5 separate regions of the Mus musculus genome follow, and regions 2, 3, 4 and 5 are each linked to region 1. Evidence: chromatin contacts called from public ChIA-PET, HiChIP or PLAC-seq and Micro-C data. All regions are on one chromosome and are shown on one strand. The core of a region is the stretch at or near the end of the contact, and the rest is flanking DNA. Distances in the headings are between cores, read along the strand shown. Region 1 holds the start of Eif4g3 (eukaryotic translation initiation factor 4 gamma, 3). Region 2 holds the start of Cda (cytidine deaminase). Region 3 holds the start of Rap1gapos (RAP1 GTPase activating protein, opposite strand). Region 4 holds the start of Usp48 (ubiquitin specific peptidase 48). Region 5 holds the start of Fam43b (family with sequence similarity 43, member B).

What was found. A called contact is a pair of places that touch in the nucleus more often than the background predicts. ChIA-PET counts read pairs in DNA pulled down with a chosen protein or histone mark. HiChIP or PLAC-seq counts read pairs in DNA pulled down with a chosen protein or histone mark.
Region 2: a FOXA1 HiChIP or PLAC-seq map of pancreatic cancer cells shows a contact between it and region 1. The contact joins the promoter of Cda here to the promoter of Eif4g3 in region 1. A contact is called at or near these places in 1 of 39 promoter capture datasets (embryonic stem cells) and 1 of 115 datasets of contacts at active chromatin or transcription factors (pancreatic cancer cells).
Region 3: an HNF4G HiChIP or PLAC-seq map of pancreatic cancer cells shows a contact between it and region 1. The contact joins the promoter of Rap1gapos here to the promoter of Eif4g3 in region 1. A contact is called at or near these places in 1 of 39 promoter capture datasets (liver), 3 of 115 datasets of contacts at active chromatin or transcription factors (the 230-238 cell line, embryonic stem cells and pancreatic cancer cells) and 1 of 9 other capture datasets (pancreatic islet).
Region 4: a contact with region 1 is called in an RNA polymerase II ChIA-PET map of memory CD8 T cells, with 6 read pairs. The contact joins the promoter of Usp48 here to the promoter of Eif4g3 in region 1. A contact is called at or near these places in 1 of 115 datasets of contacts at active chromatin or transcription factors (memory CD8 T cells) and 1 of 9 other capture datasets (adipose tissue).
Region 5: a Micro-C map of embryonic stem cells shows a contact between it and region 1, with 2.0 times the contacts expected there. The contact joins the promoter of Fam43b here to the promoter of Eif4g3 in region 1. A contact is called at or near these places in 1 of 484 Hi-C or Micro-C datasets (embryonic stem cells) and 2 of 115 datasets of contacts at active chromatin or transcription factors (large pre-B cells and stem cell-derived neural progenitor cells).

What each region holds. Positions count from the first base shown.
Region 1 is chr4:137,992,065-137,994,764 of GRCm38.p6, reverse strand. Eif4g3 (eukaryotic translation initiation factor 4 gamma, 3) reads right to left here and starts at 1,309. Exons shown (of 35, transcript NM_172703.3): 1 at 1,138-1,309; 2 at 621-783.
Region 2 is chr4:138,366,678-138,369,377 of GRCm38.p6, reverse strand. Cda (cytidine deaminase) reads left to right here and starts at 1,423. Exons shown (of 4, transcript NM_028176.1): 1 at 1,423-1,588. The coding sequence starts at 1,435.
Region 3 is chr4:137,705,302-137,708,001 of GRCm38.p6, reverse strand. It overlaps Rap1gapos (RAP1 GTPase activating protein, opposite strand), which reads left to right and starts at 1,396. Exons shown (of 2, transcript NR_138594.1): 1 at 1,396-1,480. It overlaps Rap1gap (Rap1 GTPase-activating protein), which reads right to left and starts at 535. Exons shown (of 24, transcript NM_001379234.1): 1 at 342-535. The coding sequence starts at 416.
Region 4 is chr4:137,592,765-137,595,507 of GRCm38.p6, reverse strand. It overlaps Usp48 (ubiquitin specific peptidase 48), which reads right to left and starts at 1,336. Exons shown (of 27, transcript NM_001355588.1): 1 at 992-1,336. The coding sequence starts at 1,125.
Region 5 is chr4:138,395,043-138,397,742 of GRCm38.p6, reverse strand. Fam43b (family with sequence similarity 43, member B) reads left to right here and starts at 1,285. Exons shown (of 1, transcript NM_001081672.2): 1 at 1,285-2,700. The coding sequence starts at 1,736.

The DNA.
Region 1 (2,700 bases), core at 60-2,559:
CCTTTAGAAAGGTCAAAGACAGGGAAGCGCCCAGTGTAACATTTCCTCCTTAGCCGGCTCCACCACAAGCCACAACACAACTCTAATTGCTTAAAAAAATAAAATACGATAAAATAAAATAAAACAAAACACTAGCGGGGGGGGGTGCTTTTTGTACACTTGCAGTAAAGACTGAAGACCCAACTTACCTCAGGAATGAGCTGATTCGTTTCCAACAGAAAATTTAGCAATAAACTTTGCTATGAATCCTAAATAATAATTAGAGAGGCTACCGAGCCCCGCAGAAGGCAGGGCCTCCCAACAGTCAGAAAAGCCTTGCCCGCAGGGCTGGTCCTAGGCACCAGCAAATTCTGCCCAAGAAAGGGGAGGGAGCAGCCAAGGGCAGGGTTCCCCCCAGATCCACAAGAGCTGCAGAGGCACGGCCCGGTGGAGCTAGTAGTGTTCACGGTACCGCAGAGGGTCCCGGGGTCCCCAGCAATGCTGTCACCGGTGCACCCCAAAAGCTCGGGTCAAGCCGGGAGCAGAGCGGCTGCCCGTCCCTTTTCTGGCCGGGCTATGACGGCAGGCAAGGAGGTTCCCACCGAGGGTCGCTCTGGACCGCCGGAAGGTGAAAAGGATACTGTTGGGGCGCCGGGGTCTGGAGGGCCCTGATGTTCGGGTGAGGAGGGGCCGCCGCTGCCGCTACTGCCGCCGCCGCCGCCGCTGCCGCCGGATGAGGAGGCGGTACCGCCGCCGCCGCCGCCGCTCCGGTGCCGGGTCCGGTTCCTGCTGCAGCCGCTGAGCCTGATTTCAGAGCCGGTTTCTGCGGTAAACTCATGGCAAAGCGAAGCCACCAACCCCCCCAGAGCGGGACCGGGCGCGCCGGGGTGCAGGGGCCGGGGGCAGCGGAGGGGCGGGATGGGGGCAGACCCGGGGAGGCGGCGGGAGCGGGGGGCCGGGGGGAGGCTGGGAGGAGGAGGAGGAGGGGGCCGGGACCGGTCACACACGCCCTCCGCCGCCGCCGCCTCCGCCGCCGCCGCCGCGGGCAGCAGCAGCCGCCCCGCGGGCCAGCACCACCGGCTGCCGGTCTCCGTGACAACGCGACCCCGGGGAGGGGGGGGCCGGACCCGGCAGGGGCAGGAGGCGGAGAGACCGGACCTTTCACGGCAATATCCTCATGGGCCGGCGGCGGGGGGTCTCTGTCCCCCTCCCCGGGGGAAGCGGCGCCCTTCTCGGTAGCGGGGCTCGGGCGATGCGGACGGATTTTCTTCACTCAACGAGCAGAGCATCCAACATGGCGCTGCGGCCGCCTCCAGCAGTCCGGCAGGACGGCCGCTCGGAGCTTTTCGGCCCTTTTCGGAAGGACTCGGCAGACCGAGGGTGGCAAGCTCTCTCGGCTATTTCCGGAGACCGCGAGCGGCCGGGCTTCTTCGGGAGCGCTCGGGAGCGCCTTCGGCCGCTGTTCGGGAACGCCGCAGGAGCTGACACTCTTTCTCGGGAAAGATCGGTGATCCGGGACGGCTGAGGATCTCCGCGGCGCGGTGCGGAGCTGAGGGAGAGACCGAAGGGCACGTCTGTAGGGAGAGAGCTCAGCCTCGAAGAACAATAGTAACGGCACCCGAGGCCGCGGTCCGTCGAGACCTGCCAAGCAAGCGTCGAGAGGCGGCGGAGCGGAAAAACCGAGGCGCTGCGGAGGGAACCGCTAAGCCAGAGCACAAACCGACAGTTAGGAACCCGCCCGCCTCAAGGACTTATTAACATAACAGATGCCACTCGCCGGCCCTTGACGTCGCCAGCCATGGGCATTATGTCGACACGTCGTCCTCAGATGCCCAAAGTGCGAAATGGAACGAGGAGCCCCATTTTGCAGAGGAGGCCCCGGAGAAGAAAAGTGACTGCCCCAAGGTCGCCTGGCTGGGAAGGGATGGAGCGGATTCAGAAACGGGATCCCACCTTCTCTAGGATGAACCTTACCCTTCTAGGATGCAAAATGGCCTGCCTTGCCAGAAACTGACCCTAAGCTCTGTAGAGTGGATATCTTCCCACAGTCTTCCCCAAGACTGGAGGGGCCTTTGACTACAACCTGTAGTCGGCTGCCCATCTTCTTTTGCTTGGCTAACTCCTGTGGATAAGGTCTCCTCCCCCCACATCCATTCACACTTTGCACACCACACCTGCGCCCCTCAATAGAGGCATTGTCCCCAGGACACAGTAACATTGACAGAAAAGGAGTCGCAGACACCTCCGAACTGTGCAGATATGGAGTACTGCATTAGCTCATATAATCCCAAGAAATAGGTAAATACCTATTCTTACAAATGAAGACTCTGGGGTCCAAAGAAGTTTAGCTATCATCTACACTATTAAAAAAAAATTTTTTTTGAGGCAGCTCAAAGCTGACAGGAGACTTTGCCAAGGTCACATGACCAACGTGGACAGAGGTAAAATTAGTGTCCTGTGTCCTGTGTGCTTGAGTTGCAAACGTTAGGACCCAAGTGCAGACTCCAGAATTCACTCAGGAAAAGTCTGGTGTGCGAGAGGTGTATACAGTCCCAGCATTGAGGTGAAGACCAACAGTTCCCTGAGGCTCACTGGTCACAGCCCACTCCATCTGATGAGTTCCAGGCCAGTGAGAGACCCTGTCTCCAGAATAAAAGGTGACAGCACCAGAAGAAGACACCTGAGGTTGTCCCCTGGTCGCCATACACATGAACATACAAA
Region 2 (2,700 bases), core at 174-2,673, 370 kb before region 1:
ATGGTGAAAGGGGACACGTAATGGAGGGAGATGTCGGGAGAAAATGAGGCAAAACTTACCCACCAGGCACTGGCACTGCCGGGCATGGGTTTCATCTATGTATGGCTAGGAGCCCAGGGTCCTGGGTACAGGGTTGCTAAACTATTGGGCAGAGGTGTCTGCTTGTGGGGTGGGGTGGGGGTGGGAGTGGGGAGATGCTGCCCCGTTCTCTGCTCTCTCCTGCCTTCTTCCTCCCAGTCCTCAGCACCACACAAGCCCTCAGAGAAGCTGCTGATTCACTCCTGCTTGGTGACCATCCGGCGACACTTGGACATGTCTGGCTGTGCTGGCTGCAATCCGGCCCACTCTCTATGGACTTGGCCAAGTCACTTAAGGACAATAAGCCGGTTTGTTTGAAGTGTTCCCATGTGCCACTTCTATATCCTCTCCCCACAGACTCCCTGGACCATATTATCATCTCAGTCTGGTAACCACAGGAAGGGACTGCCAATTGTGCACCCATTTTGTAGATAAGGAAACTGAGGCTCTGAGAGGTAGCGCAGCTCTTCCTGGGAGAGCTAATAAACAGATACCTGGAACCCAAGCCACAGCCCACTCTAATCCAAAGCTCCCACACGTCTGTTGCTACCCCCACTGTAGACAGCAAACGTGCCGACGTCTGACAAGGAACCCACTAACATTTGTGTGTAAGACAAAGAGAACAGCCAGGGTGTAAATCCATTTCCGGTACCACCAACCCAACAAGGTTCATGAAGAGGAAGGAAGGAAGGAAGCGAGGGAGGAAGGGAGGGAAGAAGAAGGAGGGCCCTGTTTCCCTCCAGCTGGGATGGTTTTAATGGCTAGGTTAGGACAGGAAGGAAATGAAGCCAAGCTACTGAAAACAGAGACGTTTCCTCGGCTTCGCATACCTTCTAACTTGGCACGCTGACATGGTTGCCCAAGTTCTGAACTTTCAGCCTGAACCCTTCTCTCGGTGTAAAAAACAAGCCATTAAATATTCTGAGGAATCAGGATCCTTTGAGCTTTGACCTCAGGTGTCACACAGACCCACCCAGAATCCTCCTCCCTGGGACTGTGTCTACAGCCATCCACTGAGGTGGCACCCGCCCTGTGGCCCACTCTTGATCTATGTTGACAGTGAGTGAAGTTGTTAAAGGAAACTGTCTCACTGGTGGGCACCACATACCGGTCCACCGTGGGACCCCCGCAGCTCAGTCGTAAACTCCATATCCTCCGGGCTCCCGCCCTGGGAGACTCACTGGGCTGCCAAGTCCTGGCCAGCATCCCGCCAGCCTGGGAGCCAGCCTCCAGGTCTCCCTCTAGCGCAGGGACACACCCCGGGGGAGGAGCCACCTCTTCTTGGCCAGTGCGGGCAGACGGCCAGCACCGGTTTCCTCTCCTCTGCAGCGACCAGCTCACCCGCCTCGGACCGACATGGCCCAGGAACGCCCCTCCTGTGCTGTGGAGCCCGAGCACGTCCAGCGGCTGCTGCTGTCCTCTCGTGAGGCCAAGAAGTCAGCCTACTGCCCCTACAGCCGCTTCCCTGTGGGGGCTGCCCTGCTCACCGGGGACGGGAGGATCTTCTCTGGTAAGGGCTGTCGCCGGAGTCCACTCTGGGGCAGCATGAATGGGGCCCAGGTACAGGTGAAGAGGAGAAACAGCGTGGTCCCCTCCTCACTGCTCCTCCCCTGCTCTCACCGAGGCTGTGGGCTCACTCAACTGCTTATCTGCACAGTGCCTCTCTGTTCTTAGAAGTCTGGAGTGGGGAAGGGAATTTGCACGTGAGATTAGAGGGAGAAGCCAAAATGAAAACCGTCCACGACCTGCATGGCAGGAGACTCGGATTACTTACTGAGTGTCCTGTATGCCCAGTATTCACCTCCCATCCGTTAGTTCTTTCTCTGACCTCCTGCCCAATATTAGACCCATTTTAAGATGAAGAAGTTGAGGCCAGAGGCATGTCCTAAGTTACAGGAGGCACTGGTGATGGGACCCAGGGCTGGACCTCCCAAAGCCCCACCTTCCTGCACCCTGGGGTGCTGGGATTGGCTGGGGAGGGATGGCATCAGGCAGACAGAGCGTTGTTTGTTTGTTTGTTTGTTTGTTTTTGGAGGAGAGGATCCAGACACCGTCTGGGAATCCAGCAGTCTTTACTGAGTTAACAGGATCTGCCCTGAGCTCATGTTTATAGACCCTCAAGCAGGCCAGAATGGGCTGCAGCTATGGTGTGGTACTCGCTCACACAAGGGTCTGGGTTTAGGGGAACAAAAGGAGGGGAAAGAGAATAAGGGAAGGAGAGAGTGGTAGAGAAGGAGAAGGGAGGGAAGGAGGAAGAGAGGGAGGAAGAAGGGGAGGAGGGAGGGAAGGAAGGAGGAGGGAGGAGAGGAGGGAGGAAGGGAAGGAAAAGAAAGGAGGGTGGAGGGGGAAGGGAAGAAGGAAGGGAAGGGAGGAGGGAAGGAAGGAGAAAGGAGGAGGAAAGAAGGGAGCTTGGTAAACTTAAGGACATGTTCAGTTGGGACATGGTGTGGACAGGTGACAACTACAGTGCCCATTCGTATGCCTTGTTGACTGAGCCTCTGTGAGCTTCATGAATCACCCAGCTGTGTGACAAAACCTTCCCTGGGGAGATGCAACACAAGTCTACTCACCCCAGAGAGGGAGCCCACAACAGGTCGAAGTACAGATACCTCCAAAGTCCAA
Region 3 (2,700 bases), core at 147-2,646, 290 kb after region 1:
GGGAGTGGTGTGGCCAGAAGCCGGGCATCCCACCTGGGGAAGAGCCACCAGAGTCACCCTATGATATCGCTCCATCTGTGTGGAAAAGGCAGCAGGCAGTCCCAACAACAGTTAAACACACACCCAGTGTCACTGCAGCCCATGGCCACAGTGTCCCTACGTCTGACCCAGGGGCAGCTTTGGAAAACACTAGGGTGCTCCGTGTAGTTCGGGTGTCAGTCCAAAAACATACACACCCACCGTGACGGGGTTCAGGCACAGACTGCCAGACTCTGGGTAGTAAGGCTGACTGATGGCCCTGGGTCCCCAGTCGGCCAGGCCGCCCCTGCCAGGGTCCTCACCTGCCAGCCGGCCCCCGCCGGCAACGAGCCCCTCCGCGGACGGCCATGGGGCGCTGGGGGCCGCGGCTGCGCCATCCCGAGCCCCAGCCCCGGCGGCGCTGTAAGCCGGCCCGGCCCGGGGCCCCGTAGCCCGAGCTCTGCGCTCCTGTCCCGCCCGCCGCCGCTCTGCCTTCTCTGGGCTCACCCTGCTGCCGGGCCCGAGGGGGCGGGGCGCCAGGTGCGGGAGGCGCGGAGGAGGGGCGGGGCGGAAGGCCACCACGCCCACTCGCGGGGCGGCCGGGCAAGGGGCCCAGGACACTGCGCCTGCGCGCGGGAAGCCTCAGGCACTTCTGTGAGCAGCTGTGTCTTCCCAGACTGGAGACCCTGCCTCTGGGCTTCAAGGACAAGGTTCTTGGGACAGCTGTGCCCAGGGAATGCAGGAGTACTGGAGATGGTGCTTAAGCACTTTCTTTGCTGGACCCTTTGCGTGTCTCACCAGATCGCCATAACCAAGGAGGTACAAATGTCTTCACTAGAAAATCATATTCCAAGAGGTGCAATAGCTTTTTTTGCTAGAAAACCCCGGGATCCCTGGAAGAGTCTGAAGCTGCAGAGTCTCTGGCACCTCCATTGGCTCAGTTTACCATCTGTAAATTACAAGGCTTCTGAAACGACACCCCCCACCCCCAACTTGACCCTGAAGTCCTTGTGTCTTAGGCTGGTGCAGCCAGTCTGCAGCAGGGACAGACCCCAAGACAGATGCTGGAGAAGTCTGGATGCTCTAGGGGCAGGACTGTCCTCCAGCTAGGGGCGGGGGGCAGATCTCCTACAGCTTCCCAGAAGTGCTGTCTACTACCCTCTGTCCCCAGGGCCAGGGAGCTCCTGAAAGGAAGGCAGGCAGCACTTTCCCTGCCCTCCCAGACCTGGCCCAGGGTCAGGTTTAGACCTAGAGAGCCAGCGGGAACACCAGAGATGTGCATTCCAGACACCGAGTAGCTTTGGCTTTAATAATTAACAACAGCAAATATTGATTTATGCAACCACTTCCAGGCCTGCACACTTCCGGGTACCCAACACAATGCAGCCAGAAGAGCATCTTTTCCTACCGTGGCCCTGGGGGAGGCCAAAGCTGCTCAAATCACCGGCGATATGTAGGCCAGGTAGAGTGGATGCCGCCTGCGTATGTGTCTAGGTCCTTATCTGTGTACATGTGTGTCTCCAAGGCTAGTCGTGGCTCTACGTGACATACTGCATTGCTGTAGCATAGAAGTACCCGTGGGTAGGAAGGGGTGGGTAGGGACGCCTGGGGGGGTATTTACTTTCTATCTCCTTTATGTGTTCATGAGCAAGTCTGAATACACTATAGATATATGTACTTGTGTCTGTCTGTCTGTCTGAATGTGGTCTGGCTCCCAGGTTAGGTATAGGTAGGCCAAGTATGCACATGTATGCAGATTTTACAGTCCCTGAGTACTGCAGAGGGTAGCTCGGTGTCTATTTAAATGTGGCTCCCCAAAGAAAAGAAAATACAACCCCTGCACAGCTCTGGGGACACAGTAATACTGATTATTTCCAAAGCACTTCCAAAGGCGCTGCCCAGTGACGAGCTGGCAAGGTCAATAGAGAAGACACTCTCAGCCATGCAATGGTGACACACACCTTTAGTCCCAGAACTCAGGAGACAGAGGCAGGTAGATCTTTGTGAGTCCAAGGCCAGCCTGGTCTACAGAGTGTGTTCCAGGACAGCCAGCATTACACAAGGAAACCCTGTCTTGAAAAACTAAAGAAGAAGAAGAAAGAGAAGGAGGAGGAGGAGGAGGCAGAGGAGGGGAGGAGCAACAGTAGCAGCAGCAGCTGTCTACTCTATGTTAGAGGTGGGACTTGCCCTTAGGTACAGGGAGGTTACATGCCCCTCAAACTGGTTCCAGTATCATTGTAAATATGTAACAGAATAGGGTATTGAGGAAAACTGGAGAGTATCCCAGGCAGGTTCCCTCAGCTCACCAATAGCCTGCTGGAAATCCAAATGAGTCACTCTGGGAGCTGGTTTCAGTTCACAGAATGGGTCCTAGTCTGGAGGAGGGGTGCACTGTGGGGCTGTGGCGGTCTGAAGCTCACTGTCTGCGCTGCGTTAGCATGATTGGAAAGTGGGAGCCAACTGGGTGGAGGCCAGGAGGCTGAAGGATAGCGGCTTCCTTGGTAACTGAAGGGCCCACCTTGGGCTCTCTGAGCCTCAGGCTCCGAGGATCTGCAACATTAGCCTTCCCTCCAGATGGAAGGGCCAAAACCCAGGCAGGACAAACAACAGTCCCATGGCCAGGGGGAAGCCTCACTCTCAAACCCAGCTGTTCAAGCAAGTGGCTGCCATCAAGTGGCTGTT
Region 4 (2,743 bases), core at 87-2,586, 400 kb after region 1:
AGCCCTCTTTACTAATTAGCCATCTTTCCAGCCCCAGACTTAACTCTGTCTTTTATATCCCCTGTGCGGGTAATTGAACCAAGGGACTCAAGCATAAAACCACCACTCTACTCTCAAGCTAAACCACCAGCACTGTAACTATACACTTCAAATGAGTGCCTCGGTAAAGCTGTTTCAATTCCACACTATACAAATTGATGCCGTTCCAGAACTTCGAGGAGTCTTAATGTCCTTGTGAGCAGACACCTAGAGTTTAGAAAGATGCACCCGCTTTACTTTTGAAAACTTCCTAACTTACATTATATCTCAAATGAGGCACAGCTCTGAAGCCAGGAACCAAGGCTTCCACGTCTTCCACTTTTCCCTACACGCCCGATGACACGGAGCTATGGAGCATGCCTCGGTTTATCAATTCGATTGAACACAGGCCGGTGCAGGCTACGAGGTGGGGATAAGAAAACCACTCTACGCAAAAAAAGATCAGAACCAAGGGCCACGAAGGGGGAGCAGAATTTAAACAGCTAAAAACACTTTACTCTGCAAAGTGGTGTGGAGTTAGGGTGACCAAAAGAAAACACCTATAGGTCAAAGAGAGCCAGCCAATGAGAGCGGGGGACCGATGACGTAGGTTAACCAAAGGGTTTTCTAAACCTGCTCTCTGCAAGTGATACTTAGGTGATCAGGCCTTCTCAGCGTGCAATGACAGGAGATACAATGTCGACGAAGTTCGCTGTCGGCAAGTTCCCCTTTTACAAGCGAAAAGCGCACAGCTATGCCCAAGATCAAACAACACTCCAGCGTTACTTACTAAGCCCTATCTCCAACTATCTCCACCGCCATCTTCAGGATGCGAGCCCAGCAGCCGCATCACTTCGGGGGCTGCGTAGCTCCCGGGTCGTGCAAACTGAAAGGAGATGCAGTAACACCGTGCATCGCCCTGGTTCCCGGTCCCCCGTCCCCCGATCCCGCCTCGGCCACGCGAGGACCTCACCTGCACACGCCTCGGATACAAGGCTCCAGCCAGATGCGGTAGGCGGTCTCGATGTGCTCCTGCGACACCTCCTCGGGCCGCACCGTCTCCGCCCAGCGCCAGGCCGCCTTCTCCAGCTGCAGCCGCGGAGCCATAGCCTTGACCGAGGTAGCACTCGCCGAGCCCGGTGGCCTCCGGCGCCGCCTCCGTCTCCGCCCGAATGGGCACGGGCCCCTGCCAGCCGAAAGAACCCAGCGCTGCCCTCAGACAGGAGAGCAGTCAATCACCTGCGCGCGCCACGGCCGCCGCGCCCGCCCGCCCGCGCCCAGCTCGCACGACCAGCCGCAAAGCGCCGCCGCCGCCGCCGATACCCGACAGACCCCGCGCCTGCGGACGTTGGAGGCGTACGCCCTGCCGCAGTCTGCGCATGCGTGCTCCCAGGAGTCCCTGCGCCGAAAGCCCATGTAATCCGACTGGCGGAAGAAAGCCAAGCGTCTGCCCAAAGGCGACTCGCCACGTCTTTTTTCCGCCATGGTGAAGGCAGCTAGCTACGCTTCAGCCTCCGTCGTCTACTCCGACGAGCGAGAGCTTGCCCTTGCTTTCCACACTTCCCCTGTTACTGTGACAAAGTTACACCATAGAGTACTCAACGCACACCATAGGGCCACCGGGACTGTGAGTGGGACCTGATAATAGCAGAAACCGAGGCAGCCGGAACGCCACAGTCGGATCGAGGATTTCACTTGAGCCTGGGCGAGTTCCGGCTCCTTGCCCGTGCTTTCTGACGTCACGAGGCGTTATGTGGTTTGCGGATGCTACAACGGGACTACATATCCCAGCGTGCAATGCGCTCTGCCACTCGCGGAGCGCGAGGCATCCTGGGGTTTGTAGTCTTCGAAGTGATAGGCTCAGTCTTTGAGTTGCAGGTTGTTTAGAAGCATACACAGGTCTGGGACGTGTTCTTTGCTGTAGGCTGTTGACCAGAGGGTCAACACTTTGACGTCTTAATTCGTTATGGAGTGTACACCCTAGCTCCCTGCTGTGATATTATTTCCTTTTTGCAACTACTTCCCCTTAGACCTAAAAAAGGCTAAACTGAATCACAGCGTTTTGTAACAGAAAAGAGCTATTACAGCTAAAGAGAGAAAATTCCAGGACTTTAAATATGTAAAAGCCCTGTGGGAATTCAAGGACTAATTCCTCCCTTATCTACTCCTCAACCCACCCCACCAGCCCCCAAGTAACCTTGAACTGAAGTCAAGATTTACTGAAGCAAGATTTGGTCCTTTGGTTGAATTTAGGCTGAAAATAAAAAACACAAAAATCTTCTAAGTCAGGACACACACACATACACCTCCTTTCTTAAAGAATTCCTACACCAGTTGGTTGGTGGTGGCACACACTTTTAATCTCAGGAGGCAGAGACAGGTAGATCTCTGAGTTAGTGGGCCAACCTTGTCTACAGAGTGAGTTCCAGGACAGCCAGGGCCACACAGAGAAACCTCGTCTCCTGGAAGGAAAAAAAAAAAAAGTCAAACAAATAAACACTGAATTCCTATACCACTGGTTAACAGTTGAACACTGTTGTGGGGCCCACCTTTAATCCCAGTACTCTGGTGGTGAAGGGTAGAGCCTTGCAAATTTAGTGAGTTTCTTTTTTTGTTGTTTGTTTGTTTTGTGGGGCCCACCTTTAATCCCAGTACTCTGGTGGTGAAGGGTAGAGCCTTGCTAATTTAGTGAGTTTCTTTTTTTGTTGTTTGTTTGTTTGTTTGT
Region 5 (2,700 bases), core at 36-2,535, 400 kb before region 1:
TTCACCACTGAGCCATCACTCCAGCACCTTTTTTTTTTTTTTGGTTTTTCGAGACAAGGTCTCTCTGTGTAGCCCTGGCTGTCCTGGAACTCACTTTGTAGACCAGGCTGGCCTCGAACTCAGAAATCCTCCTGCCTCTGCCTCCCAAGTGCTGGGATTAAAGGTGTGTACCACCACGCCCAGCTCAGGACCCAACTTTTAACTCGTGTTGGCAATAGAGAGCCTTAAAGCCGTGGGACCTGGGGCCCACATAAGAACAGTCCAGGAAGTCTGGAAGCCTGAGGCTTAAACTCAGAGAACTAACTGTGTGTCCTGACATAGGGCTGGTTTTTGTTTGTTTGGTTGGTTTGGTTTTGGTTTGTTTTTTCAGGACTCTAGAGCCCCTCCCCAGAGGATGGAGACAAGTGCCTGGACTCTATGCAGAATGGCCAAAGGTTGGAGGGAAGAGAGAAGGCGAGGGCCAGCTCTGGGGTCACTAGGTTCTGAGTGACCCATCTCCTTCCAACCACATGAGCCTGAACTGCCTTGTCTGAAGGATTTGAGGAGATCGCGAATGCCAAGCACTTGGGAACTCCAAAGTCGGTCTCTGCAGATAGGACATTATCTGTCTAATCTTCAAAGAGCCAGAGGCTGCACTGTGACCAGAGGGAGAGCTTCCCTGCTGCAGTTCCCACAAGTCTCAGGTCTGCTCTGGAAACCCTTTCCCACCATCAAGAATCTTCTCCCCTATTCTGTCCTGACCACCAGCGGTTGCTGGTGTGGTGGTGTGACCGACCAGTCAGTCTCTCAGCTCAGGGGAAGCGGCCTAGTCCACGACCTTGGAGGAACCTGGGAGAAAGCTTCACTAAAAGACAGTACTTTTCCACTGCTCTGCTCTCGGCCACCTCAGCTGGCTTTATGCTGTGCACAGAAGAGGCAAAGGGCACCAAACCCCAGCAGGAACCCACCCCAAATCTCTGCTTTCAGAGAGGAGAGATGCGGGTAGGAACGCTCTGTGGGTGAGGGACAGCAGGCGGGAACCCTAGAAAGAGAAGGGGCTCTCCCTGGGAACTCGGAGTCCACCAGTGAAGCTGGAGAAATTTACATTCGTAAATCCCTCCGCAATATTTTAGGGGATTCCCGTTCCTTCGCTGCCCCTCTATTCTTCATCCTTCCAATGATAAAGCTTAAAACAGTTCCAACGCGCCTGTGCTGGGTCTTGGGAAGCGCGAGTCTGCGCGGAGGGGGCGGGGGAGAGGGAGGGGACAAGAGAGCTAGCGGTACCGCCCGGTGATGCAGGCAGCCAAGGGAGGTGGAGTCGCGACGCCTGAAGGAGTCCCCACCGCAGCGGTGCTCTTGGTCCACCTCATCCAGCAACCACCAGACCCTGCTCTAAAGACGTCCCTGCCACTGACTCGGCGGCAGGGACAGTGGCAATCGCCCCTATAGTCGGGCCTTGGGGACATTTATTGCTCCAAACCCTGTCCCTCCTTGCTTCCCAGACGGCTGGAGTCATTCCTGGGGGAAGCTGCTCCGAGCCGATCAAGCAGCCGCACGGGCATCTCAGCGGACAGCCTGGCTGGGCACCGGGCATCTGCGAAGCCAGCCCCGCCGGATACTGGGCATCTCTCACAAGGACTGTCTTCGGCCGCCGCCCAGCTTGTCGCAAGTCCTGGGCGGTGGGCTTCTGAGCGCCTTTGGCCTTTCCAGGACCCAAGTGAGCTTCCCCGCGCTCCCTGCCCTTTGGGCCGCCGCGATGCTGCCCTGGAGACGGAACAAATTCGTGCTAGTGGAGGACGAGGCCAAGCGCAAGGCGAAGAGCCTGAGCCCCGGGCTCGCCTACACGTCGCTGCTCTCCAGCTTCCTGCGCTCCTGCCCGGACCTGCTACCGGACTGGCCGCTGGAGCGTCTGGGCCGCGTGTTCCGCAGCCGGCGCCAGAAAGTGGAGCTTAACAAGGAGGACCCCACCTACACCGTGTGGTACCTGGGCAACGCCGTCACCCTGCATGCCAAGGGCGACGGCTGCACCGACGACGCTGTGGGCAGGATTTGGGCGCGCTGCGGGCCGGGAGGGGGCACGAAGATGAAACTGACCCTGGGTCCGCACGGCATCCGCATGCAGCCGAGCGAACGCAGCTCCGGGGCTTCGGGGGGCCGCAGACCGGCGCACGCCTACCTGCTGCCGCGCATCACCTACTGCGCGGCGGATGGGCGCCACCCGCGAGTCTTCACCTGGGTCTACCGCCACCAGGCACGCCACAAGGCCGTGGTGCTGCGCTGCCACGCTGTGTTGCTGGCGCGGGCGCACAAGGCGCGCTCCCTGGCCCGCCTGCTCCACCAGACTGCGCTGGCGGCCTTCAGCGACTTCAAGCGGCTGCAGCGCCAGAGCGATGCGCGCCACGTGCGCCAGCAGCATCTCCGTGCGGGGGGCGCCGCCGCCTCGGTACCCCGGGCTCCATTGCGCCGCCTGCTCAACGCCAAGTGCGCTTACCGGCCTCCGCCGGGCGAGCGCGGTCGCGGAGCTCCGCGGCTCAGCAGCATCCAGGAGGAGGATGAGGAGGAGGATGCGGAGGAGGAGGACACCCGGGATAGCGAGGAAGGAGCCCTGCAGCGCGAACGGCCCGAGGTGCTCAGCCTGGCCCGGGAGCTGAGGACGTGCAGCCTGCGGGGTGCCCCGGCACCTCCGCCACCAGCGCAGCCCCGCCGCTGGAAAGCCGGCTC